Linked DNA regions of Pan troglodytes: region 2 is linked to region 1. A link is a contact called in public Hi-C data. All regions are on one chromosome and are shown on one strand. Each heading gives the region's core, a stretch centred on a gene start, on an enhancer-like site or on the middle of the called end of the contact. The rest is flanking DNA. Distances are from core to core; before and after follow the strand shown. Region 1 overlaps LOC112209211. Region 2 overlaps LOC107974628 (a long non-coding RNA gene).

Region 1 (2,588 bases), core at 32-2,531:
CTCCAAAATCTTAGCTAGAAAGGACTCTCATTGTTTGATATTCTTTGGTTTTACTAACTAAAAAATGTTGATTTGACATTAAAGAAGATAGAAAAATAGAATTTCTGTTTCAAAAATTGTGGAATTTCTCTTCATACTAGTCATCCCCAAAGCATTAGTGTATTAAACTCTAGTAGAAGGAATGTTTACTGTTCAGTACAGAAAATTAGGCCAGCAAAATAATTTTTTATTTCACATTAAATGTGAATAAGCATATTCATAAAGGCAATTTGTGTATGGGTGTTATCGTGATGACTGGGTGAAGTAAGGGAGGAGACAAGGCTTACAAGGCTTTCTGTTTAGGTCTCCCTCAATATATTTTTCTTTTCATTCCTCTTATTTAACAAGAAAGTTAAGGAATAGAAGACAGGCTAAATTGTCATTAGACTGTGTCTGTGTTCTTTGTCACGCCTGCCTTTCCTCTGGACTGCCTGGGAGGATGTGTGTGCTCCTTTCTTGCTTCTTGAGTAGCAGGGGGGAAGGAATGGATGCAAGGATGTGAAGATTGATCAGAAAGGCACATTATTGCATGTGAAAATGAGATGGATACATTTGACACCTGGCTAAATTCCAGCCAGGTGGTTGTCTTGCGAGAGGGGCTTGTGTGTGGAAGCTAGCAGGCCGACTGAAAAAAGTGGGGGGAGACAAGAGGCTTTCTTCATCTGGAAATCCGCAGGATCTTACTGACATTTGGCTTCAGGGAGTAGAGCTCCAAGGACACCTGTGTGCATCTAGCTGGAGATAGGTGTGTGTGTGTTGTGTGTGTGTGTGTAGGGAGAAGTAGGCATTTCATCAAAAATACATTTGAAAAATGTTGGTTCTAAAATTCAGTCGTTATCAATTCGGGCCAGGTGCCAGTCACTAACGTGTCCAGGTTAACTCCTGGAAGGCAGCAACATTCTTGCTTTTGATGGTACGAATATGGCTTCTTTATTTCTTTGGCTCTTTATGGTACTTCTTTTGAGTGGGGCGAGGCTCTAGCTTTCCCCTCCTCCTTTCTTGATCTCGGCAAACAAAACCATTCTACCACTTGAGCCATCTGCCGCAGGTGTAATGGATGGCAGGGGGCCGACCTAACCACACTCCAGTCTCTTCTAGGTCGTCACCGCTCTGCACCAAACAAATGAGTCCTGTTTCACCACTAGGGTGCCGAGGTGGATGGTGGATGCTGGCCCCCGCCCCTGGCAGCGCTCAGCCCTTAGAAACCAGAGCCAGCTGACAACACGCGAAACACACAGGCACAGCGAAAACGCCGAGCCGACGCTCATTCCGTCTGCCCCCTCCCTCTGCTCTCTGTAACAAGGAGGACACGTACACAGCCTTTACACACTTAAAAGCCCTTGCGACTCCCTCTGAATTCTTAGTTACTTATGACGGCCTTCCTCACTGCACATAGCCCCTGGGGTGTGTGTGTGTGTGTGTGTGTATGCGCGCGTGTGTGTGTGTACGCGCGCGCGCGCACGCGTGAATGTGCATGTGTGTTTAAAACGCTTATTGGTAGGTCATCAGCAGCTGATCAGACATGGTAATCCAATAATTTTTTTGAATACAAACAATTTTTCGTTGAAGGTAATTTTTTTAAAGAAAAATGGAAAACTATTAATTTTCTGCGCAAGTCTAGGGTGCCCAGTTTAGGTTCCAGAGAACAGCAGATCTGCGCAGCCCCCGCCTTACCAAACTTTCCTTTTCTAGGGTTTGAAAGAGGCTCACATTCTCACTTCATGACAGAGCAGCGGCTCATTTGCACGCGGGTGTGTAAAGGAGGGAGCTGTCGAACGCGCGACTTAGGAAGGGAAATCGGATAGCTGGAGCCCCACGCCGTCGCTCGGAACCTTGGCTGGAGGCACAAGGTGCCCAGGGGCAAGAGCCCGGGGTTCAAGCTTCCAGGCGCACATCATTCTCTGGGCCCCGGGCCCTCCGGCTGGAGCACTCCCTCACCCGCATCCCATCCCCGTTCCATTTTGATCATTATTTGAATAGCCCAGGTAAGGGTGCCCATCTCTCGGCTATGGGCGGGGGCTGGACCCTGACAGGTACGGACTCCGCGGGACCCCAGTGTACTTACCTCGAGCGAGGCCCTGGCAAATGGTGGCCCAGAAGCATCAAGTTTCCTCTCCCAGCCGTTGTGCCAGATTTCCCCTCCTGCCTTCTGCTCCTCTCCGCCAGCTCGTTTCTCTCTCTCTCTCTCTCTCTCTCTCTCTCTCTCTCTCTCTCTCTGTCACACACGAGGATTACTTGTGACTTTTAGAGGCAAAAGCTTGCTTATTCAGAGGAGAGAGGGAGGGGGAGAGGGAGAAAGGAGGCGGGAGGGAGGAGAGACGGAGAGAGAGAAGTAAAAGGGGGATGGAGGATGAAGAGGAGGTGGAGAATCAGAAGGTAGTGCGGGCGTTGTTAGAGGAGGAGGAGGAAGAGGAGGAGGAGGAGGAGGGATGGGAGGGGTAGGGTGGAGTAACCAAAGATGGGCTGGGATGGGACGGCGAGGAATAAATTGCTCCCCACCCAGCTGCGGTGCGACGCCACCAGCGTCCCAGGGGAGCCGGTGCGTCAGC
Region 2 (2,588 bases), core at 65-2,564, 790 kb before region 1:
GAAAATCATTTTGAAAGCAACTGGCTAGAAACAAGTCTTCCCTGTTTTGTGGGGGAGAGGGGGCAACTTGAACTGCTCTACTCTGAAAATCCATTTTGGATTTAGGATTAAGGAAATTTTTTGCTTTTTCTATCAAGAGCTACTGGGAAACAAAAAAGAAATCAAGGCTTCATTAAAAAAATGATGTATTTTTTATGAGAGAAATACAAAACTTTGACTATTGATAATAGATTATTAAAGAGAAAAAAATTGAACCTTTCTGCAGAGATTTACAACAGTTATTTAAATATAATATTTAGTTCACTGTCATAGTCAGTTAAGAAAAACAGATGAAGGGAGGAACAGAAGAGAGAAGCAACAAAATGAAAAGATAGAAGAAAAAAGGGAAAAAAGACAAGTAAATAGGAGAAATACAGCGACAGCTACAGAAAGGAAGAAAGACAAGTAAGCACAGAGCCATAAAGGAAGGAAAAAAGAGGAGAGTTGGGTTGAAGTCTGTGAGGGGAGTGTTAGTTCAAGCCAAAGAAAGCTACTTTGGTCGCTCCGTGGCGTGTGCTGGGACATGAACCCCTGATTGTTAGCTTTTGTGATCACTGCTTTCAAATGCTGACTCAGTGTCAGAACACTGATGAACTGTTGAGCAATATAAACGTGAGATCATACCTAGGTTTCCATAATTGTCTTTGATGGAACATTTAAACAATAAAATCAAAAGGCAAATCGATTAACACAAAAACTTTTTGTTCAAGAGTACGACTGAGAGAAAGAAGAGGAGAGTGGTTCCTGTAATTATGTCAAATTCAGCTTGAGTTTAATAATGAAGAACCAACCTAAACAATTTCCAAAGAAGTTTGTTCAGCTCACCAGTTATCTGCACAAGTAGCTCCTGGGCAAGTGTTGCCTAATTTCACTAATATAAGGATAAATTATTTTCCCATTAACTTGGAACAATAGTGAAGCACTGGTTTATTTTTATTTTTGATTATTTTTTACATAAGTATGTTTTTCTTCCTTCCAAAAGAAACCACCAGGGAAGCCTCATTTTCGTTACATTAATATGGTGTGCCATTCTTGGCGGGGAACTGTAGGTGTTGCTGAAGCTACATAGCAGAAAAAGCTAAGCCAGGCCTCTAATTCTTTGGCTTATTACAGTTCTATTTTAGCCCTGTCCTCTTTTTCCCACTCAAATTCTGTAGCCTAGCATGTGTTTGGATATGCTGCATCCTCCAGTTCTTCACACTAAATATACTCTCAGAAGCCACGAGCAAAACTTGCAGATGAGTCATTCTGTTTGGAAGACTCAGCTCCATGGTGGACAGCTCGTAAACTGTAATAGATTCAGCTGGATAGGGGGAGTAGGGACAACAGTAGTTGGTTCATTGTGTTCTGCAAAAGGAGCCAAGGGGGGTTGGGGGTGGGTGGTTTCAGAGTAAATTGAAGCAAATGCTCATATTACACTTTAAAGAAAAGTTGGTTAAAGAGACAATACTCTTAATGATAATACTCTAAAGCTTAGAATTTGTGTTCATCACTTGTTTTGGGGGTCAGGCACTTTTTTGTTGTTGTTGTTATCCTTTGACCAATTCTCAGAGCATAATTTGTTTCCAGTCTTTTTGTTCTAAGAGTGAAAAGGTCAACGCCCTTTGACATGGCATGAGCTGTTTCAGTGCACAAGGGGAAACGTCACCAGCAGTGCTGGACTTAAAACAACTTCAGGGCAACCAGAGTCAAACACAGGAAGTGTTGTTCAAGCCCCTAGAGAATACTGGCTTTGTTTATTAGCCAACTTACATCTGGTTGAATTGCTAAGTGCCACTATCTTGAATGAGCAGATATATCAGAGACTACAGACCCAGATGAGGTATTTGTAGGCATGATATAACAACATCACTCTCCTAAAGTGTCCCCTACAGGAACCTAAACACAGAGTGGCTATTTTCTTAAATGGGAAAAGTTCCATCTCAGGTCCCCATAGTCCAATACATGCTAAATGATTCTACAAATGAACAAATGCTGCTTTGATGAGACAGTAAATTTAGTGGGAAAAATAATCAACCAAAAATGCAGAAAAAAATTGATTTTTAAAATAAACAGTCTAATCAGAAAATGAATTACACATTCAATCTTGTGAAGTTTTTTAATGATTTCACATAGGAAACACTTACCTACTCAAAATAACATCAGAAACATGTTTATGTACGTGGCATGTGTAAATTTCTAAGTGTTCAATGAGTTATTAACTGTTGTTTTACTGGTATGAGAAAATGGTTTAACTCCATTTCACAAATTAATTGAGAAAGAAAGGTGAAGTGTTTTGTCTAAGGTCACTCAGCAAATCTAAACCAGAGACACATTTAGTTCTTTGAGTTACTGACTTCCTGTCTGTGTTTTAAATCTGTGAATCATTTTGCTTCTAAATATACTGAAGGAGATTCAAGGCCCTAGGGGAAAAAAATCACATTGTGTCACAGTACCTCATTTGAAAATAGGGAAAATCCGGACAAATTGTACACGTACCTTAGTCTCCAGGATCAAAGATAGTACTAAAGAGGAAAAATAAATGCAGCCTGAAGACGGAAAAATCCTAA

The links. A called contact is a pair of places that touch in the nucleus more often than the background predicts.
Region 2: a contact with region 1 is called in a Hi-C map of stem cell-derived neural progenitor cells, with 2.8 times the contacts expected there. The contact joins two enhancer-like sites. A contact is called at or near these places in 3 of 7 Hi-C or Micro-C datasets (induced pluripotent stem cells and stem cell-derived neural progenitor cells) and 1 of 1 datasets of contacts at active chromatin or transcription factors (stem cell-derived excitatory neurons).

The regions. Positions count from the first base shown.
Region 1 is chr4:27,464,329-27,466,916 of NHGRI_mPanTro3-v2.0_pri, reverse strand. LOC112209211 reads right to left here. Exons shown (of 5, transcript XR_008547911.2): 2 at 2,105-2,588. Among named protein-coding and RNA genes, the nearest start is that of MIR9-2, 17 kb to the left of the region's middle. Within about 2 kb of position 1,281, at least 10 of the 24 cell types and tissues checked have an H3K27ac peak or open chromatin away from gene starts, as enhancers often do. A contact at or near this core is called in stem cell-derived neural progenitor cells, where this site is marked.
Region 2 is chr4:28,251,242-28,253,829 of NHGRI_mPanTro3-v2.0_pri, reverse strand. All of the region lies in intron 2 of LOC107974628 (a long non-coding RNA gene), which reads right to left. Among named protein-coding and RNA genes, the nearest start is that of TMEM161B, 370 kb to the right of the region's middle. Within about 2 kb of position 1,314, at least 12 of the 24 cell types and tissues checked have an H3K27ac peak or open chromatin away from gene starts, as enhancers often do. A contact at or near this core is called in stem cell-derived neural progenitor cells, where this site is marked.